Linked DNA regions of Mus musculus: region 2 is linked to region 1. A link is a contact called in public ChIA-PET data. All regions are on one chromosome and are shown on one strand. The core of a region is the stretch at or near the end of the contact, and the rest is flanking DNA. Distances in the headings are between cores, read along the strand shown. Region 1 overlaps Srbd1 (S1 RNA binding domain 1). Region 2 overlaps Prkce (protein kinase C, epsilon).

Region 1 (2,730 bases), core at 155-2,654:
GGGCTGGCTGCTGCTGAGGCCATGCCTGCTCCTGCCACACCTCTCTGTCAGGATGGACTCCCACGCCTCTGGAACTGTATGCTAAAATAAACTCTTTCTCCTAGAAGTTGCTTTTGTTCAGAAAAGTCCTGACACACAGTACACAGTTAACTGGAATTCACCATAATTCTCTGTATTTGTGATGAGAATCAACAAGTGAGTGAAGTCCAGACTAAGTCCTGCTGTGTCTGTAGGAACCATAAAAACCTGCTGGGTCTGTGTTAGTCACATGACCTGAAGTGTCAAAGCCTGCTGTCAACCACCATGTATCCTGTGTCACCACATGTGACCATCAGAAGGGGGATGGTCAGGATTTATGTTTACACCGTAGACCAGTGCTGCTTTCAACCATGGCCCTCTAGAGAAGTATCTTTTGCAGTGGGCTAAAGCTCGTAGAGACGCATAGCTAATACAAGTGCTGAGAGTGAGTAGGCCCTGCATTATCTATCCACAGACTTCAGAGAACAGAGAAAGGTGTGGAAAGAGCATGAGAGAGAGAGAAGTCAAAGAGGAGTTCTGTGAAATGCTGTGTGGGGGACAAGTCATGGCCACTGCACTCATGAATTCCCTGCAACTGTAGTTACCCACACAAGCTCAAGACAAGAAGGCCAGTCAGTATTCCAGCAGGCAGCAGTAATGGACACAGTGAGACACACACACACAAAACAAAAATAATAACAAAAAACAACACCCAAAGGAGACATGAGGAATGATGGTGGGTGTACTGGCTAGTTTTGTGTCAACTTGACACAGCTGTAGTTACCACAGAGAAAGGAGCTTCAGTTGAGGAAATTCCTCCATGAGATACAACTGTAAGGCATTTTCTCAATTAGTGATCAAGGGGAAAAGGCCCCTTGTGGGTGGGACCATCTCTGGGCTGGCTGTCTTGGATTCTATAAGAGAGCAGGCTGAGCAAGCCAGAGGAGGAAAGCTAGTAAGGAACATCCCTCCATGGCTCCTGCTTCCTGACCTGCTTGAGTTCCAGTCCTGACTTCCTTTGGTGATGAACAGCAGCATGGAAGTGTAAGCTGAATAAACCCTTTCCTCCCCAACTTGCTTCTTGGTCATAATGTTTGTGCAGGAATAGAAACCCTGACTAAGACAGTGGGTTTTAGGAGAGCCATGTTGAGGGTTCCCAGAGGAGTGAGGGGACATGGGGTAGATATAATCACAGGATATATGGATAAGCCTGTCAGAGGAGTGAGGGGACATGGGGTAGATATAATCACAGGGTATCTGGATGAGCTTGTCAGAGGAAAGACCTTTTTAGGAGATACAAGCATCGAGACCTGTGTAGGAGGAATGTAGTATACCTAGGAACCAAGGAGACCACTGTACCAAAGAAGACAGGAAATGGAAGCCAAAGACTCAGCCATAAGGAACAACAGGCAGCACACCTCCCTGCAGCTAGTCTCCACAGCAGACACACACAGTCCCCAGCCCCAGCAGTGAATCTCAAGGCTACTAAGGCTCATCTGTCATTAAAATATGAAATGCTTTCTGCAAAAGCAATACAGATCTGCTGAAGGAAATGCATGCACAGGAAGGACTCTGGGTCCAGTCCCCAGAACACTGCCAAGAAAGAAGATAAATGAACTTTGTAAGGCTGCAACTGAATAGACCATAGTATAACAATCAAAATAAAAACTTAAATGCTCTAAATCACTGAACATATAACTATAAATAAGTATTAAAAACTAAGCAAATATGGATTGTATTCATTTCAATCCATCTCTAACTTCAAATAACTCTTTACATTACTGTCCTTTCCCAAACATATTAAAATGTATGTCTGTGAACAGATAGTTTGCAGTTTACAGATATGAATACTCATTTTTTAAAAACACAAATTCAACTGGCTAGAATATGTCTAGTGCACCATATTTCTCCATAGTTAAATACACAGCATGGATTTTGTTATCACAGACTGACCGCTGTTGATAAGTACATCTCCCAGTTTGCAGAATCAACAGAAAGTCAAAAAAATCCAACAGGGATGGAGAAACACGGGTTTAAGTTGGAGCTGACCTATAGCTGGATGGGCTACAAAGCCAGGGCATCTAATGTGCAGATGAGGACTACAGCCCGTTACACAGCATACTGGGATTTGTTAAGAGAGTAACACAGGTGCTCTTACCACCAAAGAAGAAAAGGCAGCTGTGTGAAATGACAGTCATATTAATTTGACTTCAGGTCAATGTTGTCTGACTACAAAATTCATTAAACTTCATTAAATTCATTAAAATTCATTAAATAATGCTTGTATATCTAGACAATGTCTATATTAATATATACAGTTACTAAAACATAAAAGAATCAATGGTTTTTTGAGAAATAAGCTTAAAGATGAGGCAAGAAAACTGCAAGTTCAAGTCCAGGCTAAAGAGTAAGGCTCCAGAGAATAATAATCTTTTAAACCTTTCTCCTGTGCCCTGTCTCATTCTCTCTCACACAAAGGACAGAATACATTTGGGAGCAAATTTTAGAAAAAGCCCCCTTATTACATAGGAAAAAGTGTTAAGAGCAGAAGCCAATTTGTTCTTTGTGTATGCCAGAAGTATTGAGATTCTTTTTGAAGAGAAAATCTAAGTTATAGGGTTTTTAAAAGGCAGAAATAAAATAAAAGCTTTGAAAGATAATAGAAGAATTTTTATAACCTTGGGGTATAGAGGGATTTCATTTAAAAGTAAA
Region 2 (2,913 bases), core at 274-2,773, 200 kb after region 1:
ATACACACCAAAACTCACATACAAAGGAGTATATATAGCAGACTGTTTTAAAAAGAGATGAATATGCTTATTAATATGTAGATTTTCACTGAAAATTAAGAAAAACAAAGAATAACCCTGGAGTAAGTGAGGCTCAAGAAGGGAGGAGATTGTCTGATCTCACACCAAAACTGTTTCATGTTCTCTATGAATTGTGATCTTGCTCCAGTGTTCTCAGATGTTGATAAAGTAGAATGAACTAAAAGTTACCATCTACATGTGACTGAGGAGAATTAGAATTGGCCTGAGCCTGGAGAAGGACGTAGAGCTTCTAAATTGTTAAAAAACAGATTGACCAATAACAGGGAAGAGGGGTGTGGATTCTTAGAATAACAGCCTATGGGAAGGCTTCTGTGATTCCTGAATTTCAAGCCACATTTATCTACCCTTGACAATATCCTTTTTAAGTGTATCTCTGTGTGTGTGTGTGTGCATAGGCATGTGTGTGTGTGTGTATGGATGTACACATGTGGAGGCTGATGCTGAGTGTCTCCTTTGATCCCTTGCCACTTTGTTTTTTGAGATGGAAGCCTGCTGAACCTATCTTGTCAGGAAGCCAAGAGCGTCCTCCCAGCTCCGCAGCTCTGGTGTTGAGAGTGAGATGTGTGCCATCATCCGCAGCTGTCATGTGAACTCATCCCCGTGCCCGTGCAAAAGGATGCCACCAACTCCACCATTCTCCAAACTTCGTAATAGTATCTCCAGGCATTTAAATACAAACTCAACATTTACGGGGACTATTACAGATAAAGCTCACACCTCCACAATGCAGCTTCTTCTCATTTATTTATTTAATTTATTTGCTCATTCATTTCTTCATTCTCCCATTAAGACTCGTCTGGTGACTCAGCCACGGGGACAATCTTAATACGATTTGTAGTCATTTCCTATTACAGTAGGAAGAAAGGGAACCCGAGAGAGCTGCAGACTGAGGTGTGGCCTCAGCCTCCACCCTGAGCAACAGTGTGACCAAGTGTGTCCTACCAGCACAGAGGAAAGAGTCTACATTTGTAAAGGAGGTTAAGAACACTTGTTCTGCTTGCCCTATAGGAATATCTGCGGCAAGGCATAGAGAGGTGATCAGGTGTCAGGGCTTGTGAAAGATGCAAAGCCTTATTCACATACAGAGGGAAGGCTGTTTCCCCCTCAGACAGATGAGGCCCTCTTGAGGGGAAACTCAATCCTGGCAGCAGAAGGGAGGTTTGAAATGGAAAGTAGAAATTGGAATTGTTGTTGATGTTGACCTCTGAAGGTGATTTAGGGAGCACTGGGTATGGTAGACCACACAGGAAGCCAAAGAATATGGTGGTGAAGAGCAGTGAAGAGCTGAAGCCTGCGGTTGTGACTGTCCTCCCACCCCCAGGGGGCCCTGGGGCATGGCCACACTCCCTGTGCCTCAAGTCCTCTCCTGTAAACACTCTGTCCTCACAACAAAGAGGCAGTACCTCGTTGTTGTGAGGATTAAATGAGTTAGTGGCTGTAAACCACTCCTGAGGTCAACACCTCGCACAGAGGAGCTGCCAGGAAGTCATAGAAACAGTGTCTAGTCGGTAGGTTGTGTGAGTTAAATGTGCCACAGAGCTTTAAAGTGCACAGCATGGGAACTGCCACCCAGCTAGGTGGTGTCCCAGGAGAACAGGTAGAATAGCCAAGCCTTCTTCTCTGTCCTGGTCTAACCTGCAGTTTAATGGTAGAAAGAGTCCTGTGAACCCACATGCTATCGAGCATTAGAACCCCGAGCAAATACATCAACGTGGAGTGGGCATGTTAGAGTTTTGGAGCCTTGTCAGTATGGCAGGAACCTTCTTAAGGAACCTTCCTAGCTTGGTTTTAAACACACACACATACACACATACACACACACACACACAATTGGAAAAAAAATGGCTGCTGAAGTTCCACTGTGAGGGTTCCTGGCTCAGCTAGCAGCCTAGGAATGAGCCTTGTTTGAGCTGGGGTTGATATGCGTTTATAATTGGGTTCCAGGATTCAGGACTCCAGGGAATTCTGCATGACCTCACCACCGTTCTAACCAGCAGCCAGGAAGGCAAACACCTACCTTCTGCATTTATCTAACTGGACTCTGAGGCTCAGCTGCCTTTCCAAGGAGCTGGGATGGGCTAGTTTTGCCAGGGCCTTCCTGGCTATGATTTTTTGGGGGGTGGGGTGGGGTGGGTTGGGGTCCTTAAAGTGAGCACATTAGCAGGGCAGGGCAAGCCCGGGGTTAATGACTGCAGGCAGATGGCTCTTCCATTGCAACTCTCTGGGAAGAAGCAGATGCAGATGCTAATGAAGGCCCATATTTCTGAGCAGTGATGACACAGACAGATTCGTTCCACTTTCTCTTTCTAGCCCTGTGCCCAGCCCTTTAATGGACAGTGTGGCCCCATGAGACTATACAGCTGGAAGAAACCTTAGGATCATCTCTCCCCCTTCCCACAAAGAAAATAGAGGTTCAGAGAGGGTCAGAGAGGCTGCCCCAAGACTCAAGTTCCGGTCCTAAATGTCACACATGACAGCTGGAGGCGGACTGGGCCTAATGGGCACTTCATCATGGCCTATCCTAAATCTCCTTTTCACAATACAAATAACGTATGGGACATTTATCAGGGCCCACTCAGAGGGAATAAAAACACCCGACAGCACCGTGTTCTAGAATGCCCGCGTGGGTTTGCAGAGTGAACACAGCCACCTCTGAGATTAGCTGTGTGTTTGTGAAATCTAAACCTTCAGGAACATGTACAATAAATTAAAACCCAAGTAGAGCGTGCGTGTGTTCAACATGAGTCATGAATACACTTCTATCAGGGAGCAGAGCCCGCCTGGGGCAGGGTGATCAGAGAAGGACCTGTAGTGGAAATGAGGAAAGGGAAG

What was found. ChIA-PET counts read pairs in DNA pulled down with a chosen protein or histone mark.
Region 2: a contact with region 1 is called in an RNA polymerase II ChIA-PET map of memory CD8 T cells, with 23 read pairs. The contact joins two enhancer-like sites. A contact is called at or near these places in 1 of 115 datasets of contacts at active chromatin or transcription factors (memory CD8 T cells) and 1 of 9 other capture datasets (adipose tissue).

Annotation. Positions count from the first base shown.
Region 1 is chr17:86,123,032-86,125,761 of GRCm38.p6, forward strand. All of the region lies in intron 7 of Srbd1 (S1 RNA binding domain 1), which reads right to left. Among named protein-coding and RNA genes, the nearest start is that of Srbd1, 21 kb to the right of the region's middle. Within about 2 kb of position 1,405, at least 1 of the 459 cell types and tissues checked has an H3K27ac peak or open chromatin away from gene starts, as enhancers often do. A contact at or near this core is called in memory CD8 T cells, where this site is marked.
Region 2 is chr17:86,322,063-86,324,975 of GRCm38.p6, forward strand. The region is part of intron 1 of Prkce (protein kinase C, epsilon); the gene reads left to right. Among named protein-coding and RNA genes, the nearest start is that of 2010106C02Rik, 36 kb to the left of the region's middle. Within about 2 kb of position 1,524, at least 72 of the 459 cell types and tissues checked have an H3K27ac peak or open chromatin away from gene starts, as enhancers often do. A contact at or near this core is called in memory CD8 T cells, where this site is marked.